2 separate regions of the Danio rerio genome follow, and region 2 is linked to region 1. A link is a contact called in public Hi-C data. All regions are on one chromosome and are shown on one strand. Each heading gives the region's core, a stretch centred on a gene start, on an enhancer-like site or on the middle of the called end of the contact. The rest is flanking DNA. Distances are from core to core; before and after follow the strand shown. Region 1 holds the start of tnksa (tankyrase, TRF1-interacting ankyrin-related ADP-ribose polymerase a). Region 2 overlaps tnksa (tankyrase, TRF1-interacting ankyrin-related ADP-ribose polymerase a).

The links. A called contact is a pair of places that touch in the nucleus more often than the background predicts.
Region 2: a Hi-C map of an unstated tissue shows a contact between it and region 1, with 2.3 times the contacts expected there. The contact joins the enhancer-like site here to the promoter of tnksa in region 1. A contact is called at or near these places in 1 of 18 Hi-C or Micro-C datasets (an unstated tissue) and 1 of 4 datasets of contacts at active chromatin or transcription factors (gastrula embryo).

The regions. Positions count from the first base shown.
Region 1 is chr21:21,268,107-21,272,113 of GRCz12tu, reverse strand. It overlaps tnksa (tankyrase, TRF1-interacting ankyrin-related ADP-ribose polymerase a), which reads right to left and starts at 2,060. Exons shown (of 26, transcript XR_012396729.1): 1 at 1,588-2,060.
Region 2 is chr21:21,402,255-21,406,187 of GRCz12tu, reverse strand. The region is part of intron 14 of tnksa (tankyrase, TRF1-interacting ankyrin-related ADP-ribose polymerase a); the gene reads right to left. Among named protein-coding and RNA genes, the nearest start is that of dusp4, 50 kb to the left of the region's middle. Within about 2 kb of position 1,742, at least 11 of the 62 cell types and tissues checked have an H3K27ac peak or open chromatin away from gene starts, as enhancers often do.

The DNA of each region.
Region 1 (4,007 bases), core at 811-3,310:
ACATTCCCTAAATTGTCACTATCATGTGCCTTACGAGTAGCAATTGCATTGCTTCAGTGCCACTTGCTTCACAAATCATCTATGCCCTCAAGAGACACTTCAGAGTCTCGCCTATTTTTAGTTTTTCCCATATAGTAAGGATGTGTAATTTCAGATGCAACCTTGGTGTAACTGAACAACACTATTAAACTGCATGGCAGGAGCACTTTTCCCCTTTGCGTGGACACATTTCCCACTGCAACAGGAAGTTGGGGCAGGGCATATCAAATGGCTCATCCATTTGTCTTTAAATAGCCTCTAAACAAAAGCACATGGACTCAAATCTGCAAAGCCGTATTTCAGATTTTATGCAGGTCTTATAGTTATGGTTCACACTAAAAAAAAAAATATTAAAGAAAGCTGGAATTCTGTAACCATTAATAAAGACTTCTTCAAAATATCCCTTGAGTTCAACAGAAGAAATAAACTCATAAATGTTTTAACCACTAGGGAGAGTAAACTGAGTCAATTTTTTTTTGGGATGTGAACTATCCTTTGAAAAAGATATCCAGCCATTCATGATCATTAGTTAAGAATTTACAAACAATCACATATACATATAATATTAGCACATGTAACTTTGCAATACATATTTTGTGTGTGTATATATATATATATATATATATATATATATATATATATATATATATATATATATATATAAATAATTTACCTAGCTGAGATTTATAGTAATGTATAAACTATATGTTTATTTATAATCAGATCAAGATTTTCATGAGCTTTAAAAATGAATGATTTTTTTTTTGTTGCTTTGTATTGTTAGTTACAGTGCAATAACTTATGCCCATAACTGTTATTTTTTTTCCTTTAAACAATGTGCTAATACATGTGAATAATAATTTATATCAATAAGTAACATATTGTTCAGTGTGTTAACTATCGTTAGCTGATGGTAACAAATTAATCCCGTTTATAAAGTGCTAATGAATTCACTTATTTTACAGGTTCAGTGACTGCAATAACAGACAACTGTTAGTGGAATATTTGTGACAATTACTTGCAAATAATATTTATTTTCACAAAAGTAACGTTACACAATAATAATAACGCTTCTTCATCACCAAATACTGCACTCATGTTTAAAAGCCAAGTTACACGTGAAGGTGCGGTTTCACTTTATCCAACTATTGTGTGATCCAAAGTAAACTCATTTTGGACATTCGAGAACAAACTGTAACTTCAATATAATGTTTATTACCTGTATCGATCGCCTCTCGATGTGCTGCGGTTCATTCAAGTCTATATGTTGAACTTTATTCACTTTCGGCAGCGCAACAAATGAAAACAAACACGAGCGGACAAACACAGATCGCGGAGTGGTTAACTTTCTACCAACGTTAACGTTAGATGTTAAATTATTGTCCTGTTAACATTAGATAACTTGGCCAAACTCCACTTTATTGCCCCTGTCCCCGTTTTCTTTACCCCCGACTTGTTTATGCAGCGACCTAAAGCTAAAGCGTCTACCTGGCCGCTTCCCAAGTCGAGATTGATTGCAAACACGTAACGTTAAGTATTTGTGTTTACCTGCAGCGAAGTGAAGCGGGGTGGACTTGCGCCCGGCCATGTCCTTCGCGTTTACATTGACCGAATCCACCAGTCTCTTCACCCGAGACACGTCCCCATTCCTGCAGGCCTCAAACAGCTCCCTGAAAGCCCCACTCGTCCCGCAGCCGCTGCCTCCAGGACTGGCACTACCGGAGTCGGGAGTGGAGCCCGCACTACTGCCCCCGCCGGTGGTAGATGAGCTAGTGCTGCTCGAGCTGGAGCTGCTGCTGCTGGTGCTGAGGAGCGCAGCGGGGATTTCAGCACTGAGCTCCGGATCCCCGATGCTTTCTGCCTCCCCGCCAGCCGCTAAACCGCCGGTGTCGGTGGGCGATTCTGGAGGTGAGAGGGGACTGGAGTCAGGTCTTTGTGGAGAGGATAAGTTTTGTTGTTGTTGTTGCTGCTGCTGGGCAGTGCGACGAGACGTCGCCATTTTCGCACACAAATCCCCCTCTGGCAGTGAATATAGTCGGGGAGAACTTCCGGGAAGTGTCATAGTAAAACTTCCGCTTTCAGACAAGTGGAAAACTGGATTCAGTTTATCTTTTTCTTATTGTTGCACAGATGTTTAACAATATTGTTAAATCAAATGAACTATAAGAGATTTAAATTGGAAGAGGAAGGGTACTGATAAGTCAAGTAGCAGATGACACTGCGCTCTTGAGTCTTTCTTAAAAAAATGCTTCTCAAATCCAGTCAGCCATCGAAATTACAGAATTCTTTAAGTGCCTCGGGCCCTTTATTAATCTGGGGTCGCCACAGCAGAATGTACCGCCAACTTATCAAGCATATGTTTTTACGTAGCTGCAACTCATCAATGGGAAACGTGCAAACACACTCTTTCACACTCATACACTATCATGTCTTAGGACTGTGGGGGAAACCAGGGACAACATACAAACTCCACACAGAAACGCCAACTGACCCAGCAGAGGCTCAAACCAGCAACCTTGCTGTGAGGCAACAGCACTATACTGCGCCACCACGTCGCCCCTAAGTGTGAATTGTTTGCCTTAAAGAGTTGTTATGATAAATCCGTCTGTAATATTCTTATAAAGGATATCCCGAGCTATTTAGGAATAGCGATTTAAAAAAAAAAAATTCTCACTAAATCTCACAAAATTTCAATCCGATTATCAAAAAAGTCCAAAACAGGTTTAACATCTGCTTTGTTGGCTAAAGCAGAGAGTATCTATAGACTTAATTATGTTGCGTCCACAATTCATTCAGATTCTAAAATTAATAAGATAATTGATCAAACAATGTTAAACTTTCTTTGGAAAACCGTGTGCATTAAAAAGAAATCTGTGATAGTCAACTCATATAGGAATGGAGGTCTTGAATATTTAGGTTTTTCTATTTAAAAAAATACTTTGAAGATTAACTGGCTAAAGTACCTGAAAAATCTGTCTTCAATGTGGAACATAGTTTCTAGTAGAATTTTTGACCAGCTTGGTGTTTTTTATTTGCTTCATTTTGTTTTTCATTTAGCAAAAAGAATAACAATAAGAACATGCATCTACTAGTACTAAAAGAACTGGTCAGTAAATTATATCTAAATTTATAAATGATAAAGTGCTGTCAAATTTTCTTTTACTGTATGAATATGTTATTTTTTTTTTAACTATGAAAAGAAGTTGGAAAATGAAGCTTATGTTATTACTCTTTTGATTATACCACGTTTCACATCCATCGATGTAAATTTAGCAATCAGAAACCTCTTGTTTTAGTGGTACTTAAAAAACTAAATATTTCTATAAAATACCATTAAGGAGAGTACAAACAAAAAGCTTAAGTTATTGTAAATTAGCAAGCCTAGCAATATTTGTCATTTTTTATTTATTTGTTATTTTATTTTGTTTATCCTATTGAGTTTTTGTACTTTCATATAATTTTATTGTGCTTTTCATATATTTTGTGTACCTTTGGCATTGTTTTGTATGTATTTATTTATTTTTTTTATTGGAAATCTGGATAATTAATATTATCATATTTTTATATTATCATTAAATCAAACAAAGAGATTTACCAAAGTCCTAAGAATTCCCAGCACTGACAATGGTTAATTTCTTCCGAATAAGAAAAATATCTCATGAAAATTAAGGATCCAAATGAGAGTTTTTATCAGAGAATTTTTTCCTTAGTCTAGAGAGTTTACTTATTTAGTTATCTAAACTACTTTTCCATAATGAACCTATTGTGAAAATAAAAGGTTGAAATAGATTTCAAGAGCTTTTAACCACCAGTTGACTGACCCATATACTGTTTTCTGATCTTCTGGACTATGTGTAACTGTTTCTATAGTGCATGTAGCTAAGCTTACATAATATGCATAGCAGACCAACAGCTGTTGCTGAGATGACTATGCATTTAGATCAATGGTCAGACCGGACAGAGGAGCT
Region 2 (3,933 bases), core at 493-2,992, 130 kb before region 1:
TGCGAATCCAGTTAATATTGCCATCTCTTATGCTTATCCCTCATTGGCCGATCCTTATTGTTGAACTTTTGAGCTTTTTAACAAAACTACAATTTAAAAAAGATCTTCAACCAGCCAAACTTAGAAATAAATTTATATATAAACAAAAAAAAAAAAAAAAGAAATGAATGGAAACATAAAAACAATTAAAGCTGACTCAATAAACCAAAAGTTGATTAAATTAATAAATACTTCAACAACAGCAATAATTAAATCCCTATCCCTGCTAAAACTTTCAGCCAGTTCATTAATGCTCCCAGAATTCAACTTGTTTCTCTTGAGCTGATTTCAGTAGCCTCGGCATCGGTCTACTGGACTCCCATCAACCAGAAAACCTCATCCATTCCAATCTTCCAAACTCAATTCAGCTCAGTTAATTAAAAGCTCTTTAGCCAGCGATACTGAATATGCACGTCTCCTCCTGATCACAATTCCATTTATTACTCAGCGCAAGTTAACTGGAAGTCTGTTTTTCATTTTGTTATGCTCCAGCTGAGCTAAAAGACACTCAATCTGGCATGTCGACCTTTGACACTCAACAAGCCGCCGCTGAACTTTATCCAAACCGACCGGACACTGCTTTTTTCAAGCTTAGTCGTCTTCCTCCAGACATACAGCACTGCCTACAGGAGCGTCACTAATTAAAGGCCTCAACATTACAGGCTCATCGTTAGACCTCTAATAATGCACAAACCCCAGCTTTGAGAAGCTCACTAATGAGAACACGCTCTCTGTCTCATCAAATGCTGCTTCTTCAGGATCTACAAGCACTTTGAGTCTTGTTTCTCCTCTTACACTTCATGAGCGGTGTCATCTTTCTGACTGCACTTGCTCTTCTTTAGTTATACATTTAGTTTTATTCTCATTAACACAGTGATGAACATTAGGATCACGGTGAAGAAAAACGCTGCGCTGTGGATGCAGTGTTAGGATGTTGCTAGGTGTCTGCAGTTTTTCAAACATGAGAGAAAGAATAGGCTGCATCAGCAAAATATTAATGAGCAAAAACTTGGTGAATTTTTTTGAATGAGACAATTACTGTGCATTATACAATTTTTTAAATAAATTAAAAGTCTATATTTTTAATAAATTAAAATACTAAACATAATTTCACATAATTTAAATTTTGCAGTAAATGTAATTAATATAATATAATATAATATAATATAATATAATATAATTTAATGCAGAAAAACTAAATATAATATAGTTTACACATGAATAAAATACATTCAAATAAATAAAAAAAATAAATAATAATAAAATAAAACATTGAATAAAATAACATAGAAAAAAAATAATACATTAAATAAAATAAAATAGGAAAAATAAATCAAAGTAAAATTAAATTAAATAACAAAACAAATAAATAAATAAATAAACCATCAGGATTCTCAACCCAGAGATCTGTAATGTCAGTCAGAATCAATGTTTGCCTCTAATGACAGACAGCAGACATGCAGCATGTTTTCTACACTGGGGTCACGTTCATGTCAGCCCACAGGTACCATGAAATGCCTGATCTGGAGTAAAATCATGCGTATGTCTCTCTGCCTGATGGTTAAGGCCTTCACGCACCTGCTGCTGGCCTGCTCCAGCAAGATAAGTGGACTGACCAGATCGCTCTGTCCATCTGTTCAGTGACATCAGCTGATCTGTGCTGTCCTGCACGCAGCACGAGTCCTGCTCTGAGTCACTGGCACGGCTGTGCTGTTGTGCAAATGATGATCCTGAAGCAAGGCTTTATTGCTCTCAATCTGTTTAACACACTCAGCCTACCGGAGAAGGTTTTCTGACTGTACAAGAGACTCACGATTGTTTTCAAGACTACTGTTATTATTTTTTTATTACATGTATTGGCACATTCCAGTGAAATTTAATTGGGGATTTTGCAATGCATTTGAAAGAAGCAATTCTGTTCACCAAGGCTGTTTGTTTGATTAGAAAGACAGAAAAACATTAGCATTATAAAATATTTTCAATGTACATTCAAATGCATTCTTTCAGTATAAGAAAGCTCACAATGATAGCATTATGTGTGTGTGTGTGTGTGTGTGTGTTTGTGAGTGTGTGTGTGTGAGTGTGTGAGTGTGTGTGTGTGTGTGTGTGTGTGTGTGTGTGTGTGTGTGTGTGTGTGTGTGTGTGTAAAAATCATTGAAAAAATTGTTTAAAAAAATCTAGCTATAACTGTGCATATTATTATTATAAAATTCAAATGTATATGCAGTTAATGTATGGTACAATCAGTAGTGCATTACAATTTTCAGTTACTCCCCAAAAAAGTAACTAATTGTGTTACTTTGTTACTTTTTATGGAAAGTAATGCATTATAATATTACATTCGAGTTACTCTTGCATTATTTTTCCTCACCTGCCTGAGGTTTGATCTCTTTCCGAACTAAAAAAGCAGGTGTTTTTTCACCTTTTTGTTTATAGAGAAGCTCTGCATTTAACAACCACCTATATAACCTACACCTAATTTTTCCTTTAAAAAATGTAGGACATAATTCCATTTTGAAAACTTTCTGAGCCCAGAGCTATACATGCTGTATATACAGATTCACGAAAGCATGTAAAGTAATGTGTTTGCTACTTTTGAATGTTTTGTGTAATTAGTTAAGTAAATTCACTGTCCATTGAGATAAAGATTGCAATAAGGCCTAAGAGTACTAACGTGAAATCATTTATATTAAGGCAAAAACTGATTTTAAACCTTTAAAATGACTAATAACAAAATGAACAGTTAGACGATAAAAAAAATCCCCAAGTCAAAATAAATCTTTGAGCTTTAGATATTGAATAAATTTCTTCATGTGGCCTTAACAAATGTGTAAATGGCAATCCAAAAGAGAAAACATCTTACTATAATAAACAATGCTTCTACAGTAGACAGTGGCTGCATCTCTTCAACAATAATTTTTTTAAAAACTTTTTTAGTTGAATTAATTGTTTTACCAGGAGAACGTGAACTGATGTCAATCATTTGTTGTTTAGCTGGAGGTATGGTGTGGGTGTAGTGCTTCGCATTTAATTTTATTTATTTTTTTCCGATGTCATGTTTCTTGCAGCTGTCAATAGTCTTACTTACACATAATCTACACATAATCTTTTCTTCGATGAGTTCAAAATAACAAGAATCCATTGCAAAAATGTAAGTCTCCAGTCTGCCATTGTTTCTGTTTCTGACTGTCTAATGATGACGAGCGAATGAATTGTTTGTTTTTAACCGGATCTCCTAAGTGAACCGATAGAACGAGTTGTCATGAAACGGTTTGCATCTTTAGTACTAACATACTGGATACCCCCTCTCACGCGAAATAAACCAAAACCCTGAGCTATTCAGTTACTAGAACAGTACACTGACTCATCTGCTATAAAAAAGAGACCTGATGCTGATGATGAATGCAAACCAACTGTCTGTTCAGTCTCAGCACACTCTCTCATTGAGTGTGTGATTCGACCTGACTAAGGTCATTTTTATTCTGCAATATATTTTGTAAAAGCCAATTAAGCAAGGTAAAAAGTAACTTGTTTTACACTATTTTTTAAAGTAACTCAATTAATATAACTTATTTTTAAAAGTAATGCATTACTTTACTCGTTACTTTGGAAAAGTAATATTATTACGTAATGCGCATTACTTATAATGTGCTACCCCCAACACTGGTTTCAATGTTATATTACATTATTATTACTATGTGTGTGTGTGTGTGTGTTTGTGCGATTATTTACATTCAGATAACTTTATAGACATGTTAAAAAAACATTATGAAGCTGTATATTACTATATATTATTTTGACATGGATTACTATTATTTTTTTCTTATTAGTAGTAGTGGTAATATTCATTTTATTATTAATATTATTATTATTAATAAGACATTGGTCCTCGGT